Linked DNA regions of Mus musculus: region 2 is linked to region 1. Evidence: chromatin contacts called from public HiChIP or PLAC-seq data. All regions are on one chromosome and are shown on one strand. The core of a region is the stretch at or near the end of the contact, and the rest is flanking DNA. Distances in the headings are between cores, read along the strand shown. Region 1 has its middle 26 kb from the start of 2310069B03Rik. Region 2 holds the start of Dguok (deoxyguanosine kinase).

Region 1 (6,276 bases), core at 479-2,978:
ATGGAGAAATTCATGGCTCACTTAGTAGAGAAGTCAGGAATAAGATACCCTCAGGACTGCACAAAGGACTTTAGGAGTCAAGGTCCCAGCCCCTGGAATTAGGATTCAGGGTTAGAGGGAGTCTGTCTGTCTGCCTGTCTGTCATCTTTGCTTGTCTTGCCTGATTTCTTTCTTTCTTGCTGTAAATGGCCCCACTCAAAGAAGCAGAAAAGGTGGCTGCTGCTGAGATGACTTCATGAGCAAAGGCACGTGCTGCTGGCTTTGATCTCCAGAACCCACGTGGCAGGAGAACTGACTCAAGTTGTCCTCTGACCTCTACATGTGTGCTTTGGCACACATGTGCATGCACATACATGCACACATACACAAAATAAATGAATGTTAAAGAGAAAAAGAAATATGGCTGCTTCCACATCCTTTCAGCCACAGATCTTAGAAGCCAAAACTACTTTTTCAGCGTAAACCAAGAATCACAAGGACAGCTCTGCTCATATCACATGACTCCATTGCACCAATGAGTGTGTCCAAGGAAATGGGATACTGTGATTGGCCAAGCCTAAGTCACATACGTGTCCAGGGAGGGAAAGATTACATTATCAGAAGAATGGACATAAGGAAGTTGGATAAAAAAGACAAAAACAGAACAAACAAACAAAACACCAGTTGTAGTTTACTAAAGGTATTTAGATGTAGACAGTGATCTTTCAAAAATTAATGCTAAATATGTTCCTTTCAAGTTAAAGTTTTCTAATGGCTTCTTATGACACCCAGGAGAAATTCCAACCCTTCCTTCTAATTTAGAACTGTTGTTCTTACTTAAGTTTTTTTTTTTTTTACATATATATTACTTTTTATTTTTTATTTATTTTTATTTTTTTCTTCCCTCTCACTCAAGGTGGGCACTCATTGTGGACACGATAAGGCTTTTCCTACCATATGCCAATTAAGCTCATTATTGGTGGAAAGCCTGGCTTCTTCTGGCTATTTAGGCTTTATTTTAAGTATCACTTCCAGAATGAGGACCACCCTGATCACACAGTATAGATGCGTGCTTGTCTGTTGCTGGGATAAAAGACCCTGACCAAAAGCAACTTAGCAGGGGAGGGGAGCTTACTGGGAACACAGTCCATTAAGGTGAGGAAGTATGGCGGCAGGAAAATGAGGATGGCCTGGCAGTCAGGAAGCAGAGCAACCATGTTTCACCCTCACAGAGAGGGGAGAGAAAGAGAGACAGACAGACAGACAGACAGACAGACAGACAGACAGACAGACAGATACAAATACACACAGAGAGAGACAGAGAAACAGAGACAGGCAGAGACAGACAGACAGAGACAGGCAGAGAGAGAAACAGAGAGACAGAGGCCTGGTCCCCAGTGATTAACTTCCTCCAACAAGGCTCCAAACCTAAACGTTCTATAACCTTTGCAAACAGCACCACCAAGTGGCAAACAAGTGCGAGCCTGTGGGAGCCATTTCATATTTAACCTACAACACTACCTACACATCCTTCTCAGCATAGCATTTATCATTAATGTGCATTTCCTCTTTTTGGCTTGTTTATTCTGTTAGAGTTATTTTCCTTCTTACTAAGTCTGTACTTCATATTGTCCCGCACCATAGCCGTTTAGCATAATCCTAGATGCACAGTGCCTAAGACGTGCCCTACAGAGACGTCAACAATATTAACTGAGTGAGTCTGTGTGACCATCGCTGACCTGGCTCGCTGAGTCATGGCAAGAACTAGTGTGTACTCACTCCTGCAGAAACTCACAAGGCTCCAGCTGCCCCGGTTCCACAGCGCTGAGTCATGGCTGCTGGGAATCCTCTGTCTCGCAGGCTGACTGACTTAGTTGCTTTTCTGTTGCTGTGGTAAAACATCAAACAACCAAAAGCAACTTACGGGAAAATCCTTGGTTTTGGCTTTCGGTTCCAGAGGGATAAAATTCCACCGTGGCCTGGAAGCCTGGCGGGCGTGGTGACATGGCAGCAGGCAGTGACTGGAGCAGAAAGCTAGGAACTCACACCCCCAACCACAAGCACAAACTTGGGAGAGTAAACTGCACGCGGGGAGAGGCCATCTAAGCTTGACCGCTGACCCCAGTGACATACAAGACCTCGCGTCTTAAACCTCCCCAAATAGCACCAGTGACTGGGGTCTAAGTTTTCTCCCACCTGAGCCTATGGAGTTCACATTCAAAGCACCACACAGACGCTCTGCTGTGACAGGTAGTGTCAGGGTGTTTCCCTTTATAACTCCCACAGCCTCCCTCTAGCTTGGGTTCTGAACTCCCGCTTAGACCTTAATTTTCTCTATTAATAATTCTCTATTAATAATTCTCTATTAATAATTCTCTATTAATAATTCGTGTTTGGTTATTTGCAGACTAGTCTCTCCTGCTCTTCCTTCCAGATCAAAGATATTAAACTCATTTATCTGAGATAACAATATTCTTTTCCAAGAATAGACATCCTATATAGGAATAGTTGCTTTAACTAATAATAAAAATTATGTCCATGCATGTACTAATTTTATGTATGGTATAGTAAACATTTTTCATACTAATCTCAACTCCAGAAAGTCTAGAATAAATAGTCATATTTGTAGCCAAAAAACAGGTTCAGAGCAGGAGCCTGCTGAACATCACACAGTCATCTCCCAGTGGAGGTGGGACTGTTTTCAAGTCTCTCCAATTCTGAAGCCCGCGTGGAGATGTGTCTCTAAAGATTTTCATCATGCTAACATTAATTCTAAGGCTAACAGGAAAACACAACGAGTCAATGAAAAATATTTTTAGTTGAATATGACTCAGTGTTGGCGTGAAAACATGTCTGCAACACTGGTTAGTGAGGAAGAGACAACGTAGAGGGAGGAGAGTCACCCCGGAGTGCTGGGCGCTAGCCAAGCATGTGGGTTCTGCAAGCTCTGTTGAACGGGGAATGGCTCAGAGCATCAGCACTGGATAAGACACTCAGTGCAGAGGACAGGTCAGAATGAAAGCAAGAGCTCTAGGTACATGTAAACACAGGCACAGGCACAAACAAGAATAGTGCCCAGACCACAGAAGTGAGCATGAAAACACCCATGGAAGGAGTTACAGAGACAAAGTTTGGTGCTGAGACAAAAGGATGGAGCATCTAGAGACTGCCATATCCAGGGATCCATCCCATAATCAGCCTCCAAACGCTGACACCATTGCATACACTAGCAAGATTGTGCTGATAGGACCCTGATATAGCTGTTTCTTTTGTTGCCGGGGCCTAGCAAACACATAAGTGGATGCTCACAGTCAGCTATTGGATGGATCACAGGGCCCCCAATGGAGGAGCTAGAGAAAATACCCAAGGAGCTAAAGGGATCTGCAACCCTATAGGTGGAGCAACATTATGAACTAACCAGTACCCTGGAGCTCTTGACTCTAGCTGCATATGTATCAAAAGATGGCCTAGTCGGCCATCACTGGAAAGAGAGGCCCATTGGACTTGCAAACTTTATATGCCCCAGTACAGGGGAACACCAGGGCCAAAAAGTGGGAGTGGGTGGGTAGGGGTGGGGAGGGTATGGGGGACTTTTGGGATAGCGTTGGAAATGTAAATGAGGAAAATACCTAATTAAAAAAAAAAAGAAGAAGTGAGCATGAATCCACCTCTCCCAGCTGATGTAAGGACATAGGTGTTTGACTCTTCTCTAGCTTTGGCCTTACACTAGTTTCCCCTCTTTTCAGACAGGATATATTAAGATGTCTGGTCTCAGAATGACTTGGCTTCTTCAGTATCCAATCCAATCAATGCCCCGAATTCTTAAACCTCTCTTCAAATCACCTGTAGTAGCCTAGGCCCCATAATAAGCTCTTCCCAATGCCCAGCCCTTACTGAAATGTCTCATGGATGCCCGTACTCTTTAACCACAGAGAATGATAAGCCCAGCTTGTGGCTGGCTGCTCATGGTGGTTTGAGGCAGGAGAGCACTGCTAAGTACTGCCATCTCACTATCGACTGTGATGCTAACTCATCTCTATTGTCACAAGTTTGTGTGGGACAACACAGCTAAACTGTTAGTGATGGCTAGTTCTGGTAGAGATTTTACCTTTAAGTTATATATGATGTGTGTGTGTGTGTGTGTGTGTGTGTGTGTGTGTGTGTGTGTGTGTGTGTGTGTGTGTGTGTAGGCCAGGGTTGATGTTAGGCATCTTCCTCAATCATTCTTTACTTTTTATTTATTTCTGATATAGTCTCTCGCTGAACCTGGAGATGATTAGCTAGCCTGGCTGACCAATGAGCTTCAGAGACTCTCATCTCTGCCCTCCCAGTGCAGGGATCTCAACCATATACCACTGCGCCTATCTTTTTATATGGGCATGGGGGATTTGAACTTAGGTCTGTAGGGAGAGCTGTAGGCAATGCCAGATAGTGACTGCATTAGTTATCTGCTCATTGCTGTGACAAAATATCTTCCCGGAGTCCAACTCCAGCAGGTCAGGGGTCCGAGGGGGAGACAGATAGGAAGTCAGAGATAGGAAGACACATAGACCTGTTATGTTTGAAGCATAACACTCTAATTTTCTCTTCTAGTTTTAAGTATATTTCAGCCAGTTTCTTGTACTGGCTGACAGCAGTTTGCGGTTACAGTGTGGCCAACTGGACTGTTGTTCTTGTTCTAGTTTACAAAGCCTAGCTGAGTTGTCCTTTCTGAGCTGGCTTAGCTAGCCATTTAGTTAACCATTTGCTTTTCTTCTCTTTCACTCCCAATAGGATCATTTAGTTCCCTCTTACAAAGTATTCTGTTTTCTTAAGGTGCGTACCAAAACCCTGCAATTAGATCTATAAGCTACATGACCAGGAGACTCAGACCTAACCATAGTTAGGAACATAATTGCTGTCTTTGATCACTGGCCTGAGTCTCACAGCCAAGAACTGTGGGCTAACAATGCCTGAAACTTCCCTGTTCTTATTCCCTGTCTCACGTCCAGCTGGAAAAGAGGTATTTTCAAGTCTTATCCCTATCCTCCAAATCCCTCATTAGAAGCCCTAGCTACTTGTGTCTTTAAACTCTTCTCAGAAAGCTCAACTGAATCTTGAATCCGTAAGCAGCCTTGTCTTGGGGAAATCAGCACTTCTATTCTATATGGCAGATGAAATGCCCAGGGAGGAGTGGGAAGCTCCCACAGATAATCACACCAAGCTAGTCACGAGGAAAACACCATAGCACCAAGCGCAAGAAACTCTAGCAGCAACAGAGGACATGCTGGGCACAACCCTCCAGGGGAACTGTCTCTTGGAGGTACACGCTTTGTAGCTGCGCTAACCACTGAGCCACACTCCACAAACTCCAGCGCTGGCTGCAGTTCCTCTGGCCTGGACACCACCAATACCTGACAAAAAGCAGTTTTAGGAGAGAAAGGTTTATTTTGGATTAAAGTTTTAGAGGTCATGGTGACAAGAATGGAGGAGCCAGAGGCGAGGTTGCACTGTGTCTGCCGTCAGGACGGACAGAGCACTAAATACTGTTGCTCAGTTTGCTTCATTCTCCCTCCTTCCTATTAAGCCCAGTAGCCCAGCAAGAGGATGGTGCAGCCTGCATTTAGGACAGGTCTCCCCTCCTCACTTAAAACTCTCTGCAAATACCCTCTGATGTGCCGAGAGCTGTGTGTCCTAGGGCATTCTAAGACCAGTCAGGCTGACAATGAAAGCAAGCCGTCACAATGACTTGAACAGAAAAAGAGAATGGCCAATTGGGTCCTCTCCTTAGAAGTATTGAGACCCACTAGGGCTGGGTCGCAAGCTCAGGGCACAGAGAAGAAAAAAAAAAAAAAAAAAAAAAAAAAAAAAGAAGACTGGGTGTGGGTCGGAGATGTAGCTCCGGGCGGGGTAAGTTACTTGCGTGTGCGAGGCCTTGGTTTGGTTCACAGGTCAGAAGCAGCCACTTGTGCGTCGGTGCCCGGTGATGTGTCTAAGATGCGGTGAGTATTGGTAGCCTGGAGTTCATGACGTGTGGTCTTCAGGAGTGAGATGTCAGGAGCTCTAGCTGGGAGGTAAAAGTCAGGGTTCCCAGGAACCGTGGAAAGAAAGAGGAGGCTGGAGTTGGCACGCTCTGTCTGTGACCTGCAGCCCAACAGTGGGTCTGGGAAACCCGTCCTGAGGAGAGCTGAGGCTGCCAGAGAGGTTGCTAAATGTGCCCACATTTGGGTGTAGAGGAGGATGCTTCGTAAGAGGGTGCTCACTTGCTGCGAGGCAGAGACTCCTCAGTGTCGGGCAAGGCAGGCGGCCTTGGGAGGA
Region 2 (6,061 bases), core at 995-3,494, 600 kb before region 1:
AAAAGTAACTAACCCAGCTCTTGTTTGTTCTATAAAACCCTAGCTTCATGCTGCAGGCTCTTTCTCTTAGGAATTTAGAATAGAACCAAAGAGATTCTGAAAAAAAAAAAATCAGACCAGGTCTTGTGTAGCCCAGGCTTGACTTCAAATTCCTTTTGTAGTTGAAAATACCCTGAACTCTTAATTGCCCTGCTTCTACCTCCAAGGGTGCAGTGATTATTATTATTATCATACCCAGCCTGATTAATTCTTATGAATGGCATAGCATATAATAAGTATAAAAAGGATAAAAAGATCATTATCAATAGTGGCATCAGAGTAACTGGCAGGTAACTAGATAAAGATGGTTTGGTTCATTAATTCACTCTATAAATCCAAAATAAAAAAGAAATAGATAGGCATGATGACCTGCCTTTACTGAGAAGGCTGAGGCAGAAGGACAGCCGGCTAAGCCATCTCTCTAGTCCCATGCTGAGTCATGTGTGTGTGTGTGTGTGTGTGTGTGTGTGTATACACACACACACACACACACACACACACACACACACACACACACACAATAGCTTTCTTCAGACACACTAGAAAAGGGCATCAGATCCCATTACAGATGGTTGTAAGCCAACATATGGTTGCTGACAATTGAACTCCGGCCCTATGGGAGAGCGAGCAGTCGTGCTGTTAACCGCTGAGCAGTCTCTCCAGCTTAATTCATCTCAATAACCATAAACTTCTTTAAGGCAAGGCTTCACACTGTGTCCCAGGCTGACCTGCAGGGCTTGAATTGGCAACACTACTCCTGACTCAGCCTCTCAATTACAATGACCCCGAGGACAGAGAGACTCTCATTCTTTGGGGGACAGGGGCAGTTAAGTATTTCCCAGCTCTGATTTTATACAAGCAAAGAAATGTAATCGGTATTTCTGCACAGTGATGGTTACTGGTGTGTGGCAGTGGCAATGGATAGAATTTAGCGGCTCCGATCTCCACGAGAATCCTACCTAGATTATAGTTGTTGTAGCCAAGGCTAAGTGCAGTGGTCAGAGGACACCTTTCAGGTGGTGGTTCTCTCATTTCACCACGTGGGACCTGAGGATTGTGACCCTGTGGTGAACAGGCTTAGCAGCAAGTGCCTTTAGTCAACTTGCAAGCCCCCTCCTCCTTTTTGAGCTAGTCTCGTACATCCCAAGATGGCCTCCAATGCACTGTGTAGCCAAGGATGACTGAACTTCTGAGCCTCCTACCTCCACCTCTCAAGTTCTAGGATTACAGGCGTGTGCCACCATACTGGAGTTCTCTGCTCCAGATCCAGCCCACAGCTTTGTGTGTGCTAGGCTCCACAGGTCACATCTTTCCAACAACTGCAGGACTGTAGATTTTATGTTTCAGAAAGTCTCTTCCATGCCTCCTCTCCCCTCACTCACTGCATATAGTCCTGTACATGTCTCCTCTCCAGGATTCATTCTTACAGAGCCAATACCATGCTTAATCCAACTCGTTATCCTGATGAGATTCCTCCAAGTGAACATTTACCTATTTAAAGGTCAAAATAAAATGGGGTGTGATAAAATAAATGGTCCAACATTGTGCTGACAGTTACACAGGATGCGAAACATTACTTGTGTAAGTTATTGGATTGTTCCCTTCCTGCTTAAAACAGTCCAGTCTCTTCCTGTAGGCAATAAAGTCCCAAAGTATGGAGGAAGAAGGCATTTATCTTAGGGCCAGTGAGACGGCTCAGCAGGTAAAAACACTAGCTGCCAAGACTGATAGCCTGAGTTTGAGCAGACTCTTATAAGTCGTCCTGACCTCTACAAGTGCGCCATTAATGAGTAAGTAAAATGATACGTAATGAGCATGCTGGAACACACATTGTAGGCTCACCACTTGGGACGGGGAGGCAGGAGGACCAACTGCACTACATGAGACCTTGTCTCAAAATATCAAAATAAATAAGTATAACAAGATTTTTGTTGTTCTGTTTTTCAAGACAGGGTTTCTTTGTGTAGCCCTGACTGTCCTGCGACTCACCCTGTACACCATACTAATATGCAATATACACATATTAATTAAAACGATGAGAGGGCTACGGACGCCTGAACTCTACTTCAGCACACCCTCCTACACCACAACACCGAGACACTCCCACATCGTCCCTGCAAATGTCGCGAGAACAGAGCAGCTCCTGCGGCCTCACCCGCCTAGAGAGCTAAAACCAGCCACTTCCTGCCTGACGGCCCTCTGACGTCAAAGGTGCGCTGGCGTCGCTTGATCGCAGGCGGAAGTGCTCTCGGCGGAAGTGCCCGCCTTGCTCGGCTTGGGTAGGATGGCTGCAGGTCGGTTCCTTCTGCGTCGTCTCCGAGCGTCTTTCCGTTCCCCGCTGCGGAACGCGCTCGTGGACGCGCCACACGCCAGGGCCATGCACGACGGGGGCGGCCCCCGAAGGCTCTGCATTGAAGGCAACATCGGTAAGGGCCAGAAAGTGGCTGTCGAGCCTTGGCCTCCGCCGAGTAGGTGGCTGAGAGGCTGGGAAAAGAAGTTGGCCTCAGATCTGTCCCACCCTGCCCACCTGACCCCTTCTGCTGCCACCGCCCAACCTGCCGGCCGGTTCTGCATGTCAGGCCTTTCTCCCACAGTGCACCGCGGGTTTTGATTTTGGGAGACATTGGGCCCCAGTACCCGCCCACCTACTCACCCACGGGGACGTAATAGCCTGACGCAGGCTTTAGATAGCCCCAGAATTATACTGGTTTACTGGCATGTTTCATTCGCTAGAAATAGATGCGACAGTGTGCCGGTTCTTTTCCTAAAATAGCATCACCAGATTTAGCAAAAATAAAAATAAATGTCCAGTTTACATAGTTTAAGATAATTTTGGTGTGTCACATGCAGTATTTGGGGCATACACTTAAAAAATGAGCCATTGTTTATTTAGACTTTTTTTTTTTTTTTTTTTCCCCTGAGACAAGGTTTCTCTGTGTAGCGTTGACTGTCCTGGAACCCGCTCTGTAGACCAGGCTGGCCTAGAACTCAGAAGAGATCCGCCTGCCCCTTGCCTCCCTTGTGCTGGGATTAAGGGGATGTGGCACCACCGCCTGGCTTAGATCAATTCTTAACAGATTCCATTTTCACTATTTTGCTGTACCCCCATGTTAATTGCACTACAAATTATTATGACAGTGTTCTATTGTTTTGAAACAGTCACTGTGTAGCCCTAGCTGGCTTGGATCTTGCTATTTAGACCAAGCTGGGCTCAAACTCACAGAAAGTTGCCTGCCTGGTTAGGAAGGATCATGCTTCTTAAATTTAGAAATAGATACTTATTATATATTTTGTTATAAGTAACCCAGTATCTTAAAAAACAAAAAAGCAACATGGAAGGAAAATGGCTCAACTCACTGTTGCTGAATTCTGAGGGTACTTAGCTCTGCACAGATGCTGATAATGCTATCAGGTGTGGGCTGCTCAAGACATTCTAGCAGCAAATAGTTTCTCGTTTTATTCATTCAGCAAATCGCCCTTTGAGTGTCTTCTCTGTGCTGGCACTGTTCCTTGACCCTACGGATACAGCCATGACCAGATCAAATAAAAATTCTGCACTTTAATAGGAAGTGATACATAATAAAGCTACAGAAATTAATTAAGCGGGGTAAATAAACAGTGGATGAGCTATTGATGAGTAAGATGAGAGGTTGAGGGTGGTTGTCTGTCTTCCAAATATAGTAATTGCCAAGTACCTCACTGGTGAAGGGATGCTGGATCAATAACCTGAACAGTGTGGGGGAGTGAGCGAGGTGGGCAGCTGACCAACAGTATTCCAGGCAGAGCAAGTCGGAAGGCCTGGGGATAGAATGGTGTGTTCAGTGAGCAGGAGGGAACCCATTCCAGCCAAAGTAGAGTCACCAAGGAGGGCAGTGGAGGAAATGATCAGGTGGATGAAGGAGGACCGGGTTGTGTAGATCCCAAAGACTATCGTGGGTTGTTTTCTTAATTTTAAATTTTACTCTCTTATATATTATATCCCAACGGCAATTTCCTCCTTCCTCTCCTCCCAGCCTCTCCCTCCACTACCCTCCATCCATTCTTGCGTTTCTCATCAGAAAAGGACAGGCCTCCCATGGATAACACCCTGAGACAGGAAGCCATTCAATGGTTTGAGGTGTTGAGAGATGAAAGCATCTCTGCTCAGTGCATAGGAAGTGGAAGGTTTCAGTTAGGAAGCCATTGCAGTATAACAAGCTAAGCTGGACCCCGGTGAAAGTTAGAGTTTAAGGTAGGCCAGGGGGGCCTGGTGATAGATGAGGTGTGTGTTCTGGAGGAGGCCGTGATAACCTCAGTCATCTTTACTGGAACAGCTTGGAAGACTTAGTTTGGATTGTTTTCTAATGTATATTTGTTTACTTAGTTACTTAGTTATTTTATCATGAGATCTTGTGCATGCTAGCCAAATGTTCTGCCACTGAAGTCCATCCCCCGTCCTTTTTGGGTTTTTTGGTTTGTTTGTTTGTTTGTTTTGTTGTTTAAGTTCTACATCTGGGTGTGAGAATGTGTGTGTGAGTGCAGGGAGAGTTGCAGGTGTTTGTGAGCCACAAATATGGGCACTGGGAACCAAGCTCAGGTCTTCTGGAAGAGCAGGAGACACTCTTAACTGCTAAGCCATCTGCCCAGCCCAGACCATGAGCTTTGCTTTTGTTCTCTTCCCACATCAAACTCTTGCTTACAGAGTCCAGGCTGGCCTCGAACTCCCGATGCAGCTCCAAACTAACCTTTAACATACATCCTCTGCCTCCACCTCCTCCATTCTGGGATTACCGTTGCGCACTAACACACCCAGCTTAGACTGTCTTAAACGGAGAAGTCTGGGAAGAACAGACTGTGTTAGTGGTTTCAAGAGTTGGTTTTAAGCATGATTGGGTTTCAATGTGGCTATGAGATAGCCAAGTAGAATAGAAGTATTGAATAAGCTCGTGGGTATGCGAGTGGAGGATGCATATATGTGTGTGTGTGTGTGTGTGTGTATACACACATACATATATATGTGGTATATATATATGTGGTATTTAAAGCCAGAAGACTATATTGAAGGAAAAGACTGAGGCCCTTGATGTTAAGGCTATTTTTCTTTCTGTGAAAGATTGAAACACATTAGTAGATTTTTTTAAAAAAAATGATCTAGTCAAGAGGGCAAATTAGCTGGGTAGGAGTGTAGTTCTAACACTCATGAAGCAGAGACAGGCAGATTTCTGAGTTTCAGGTCAGCTATGGCTACACAGAGAAACCCTGTCTTTGAAAAAAGAGCGGGGAGAGATAGTGACCAGAGAGAGTTTCTGGAATCTTTTTACAACTGTTATTATATTTATTGGCTCCGTGCACCGTGGCTCCTATACAGAGTACCAGCATTCATCTCTCCCTGCTTCCTTCTTGGGATGCAAAGCTGCCTTACCCTCCTGATGCTGGGAGTTTCCACCAAGATGGACTCAAACTGAGCCAGAAGAAACCCTCCCTCCCAATTGTCTCAGTTGTCAGGTACTTTGCCACCAAGACAAGAAAACTAAGGTAGTGGCAGAACACTGCCTTAGGGAGTTTGCAGAGGAGGATGGCCAGATGCTGGTGAGCCTGTGGATACTGCTTCATCCTGTTGGCAGTAGGTGGCTGCCTGAGCCACTAGAGAGTTGACGTCAGGGTGTGCCGTAACTAGATTCGTGTCTAGAAAGCCACAGGCTACAGTTAAGTGTAAACAAGTGCTTCCTAAAGTGGACACTTTCTATGTCACATGTGTTGCAGTACCCATAATGCTTTGTTTCTAGCTTGTCCAATGGGCAAGTAAATAAATTGGAAAGTTCTAAAGTAAAAAACTAGTTTCCACAGCTGTTGAAGTTGAAGGAGGAGAGATGACACAGGCTTGAATGGAGGGAGAAAGAAGGGACAGTTGAAGGATAGTCAGGAATCGAGATGGCCAGGACTCAGTGACTGCTTGGAGATTAGCAGAGGAGGAGGGTGCTCAGGTTTACAGTTTGCATTCTGACTCAGTAAGCAGGGGATGAAATCAAGGAAGAGATATTCT

What was found. HiChIP or PLAC-seq counts read pairs in DNA pulled down with a chosen protein or histone mark.
Region 2: a contact with region 1 is called in a FOXA1 HiChIP or PLAC-seq map of pancreatic cancer cells. The contact joins the promoter of Dguok here to the enhancer-like site in region 1. A contact is called at or near these places in 5 of 484 Hi-C or Micro-C datasets (B cells, CD4 T cells, CD8 T cells and 1 more) and 4 of 115 datasets of contacts at active chromatin or transcription factors (T-cell acute lymphoblastic leukemia, memory CD8 T cells, pancreatic cancer cells and 1 more).

Annotation. Positions count from the first base shown.
Region 1 is chr6:82,904,828-82,911,103 of GRCm38.p6, reverse strand. No RefSeq gene overlaps it. Among named protein-coding and RNA genes, the nearest start is that of 2310069B03Rik, 26 kb to the right of the region's middle. Within about 2 kb of position 1,728, at least 137 of the 459 cell types and tissues checked have an H3K27ac peak or open chromatin away from gene starts, as enhancers often do. A contact at or near this core is called in CD8 T cells and pancreatic cancer cells, where this site is marked.
Region 2 is chr6:83,503,152-83,509,212 of GRCm38.p6, reverse strand. Dguok (deoxyguanosine kinase) reads left to right here and starts at 2,244. Exons shown (of 7, transcript NM_013764.2): 1 at 2,244-2,465. The coding sequence starts at 2,324.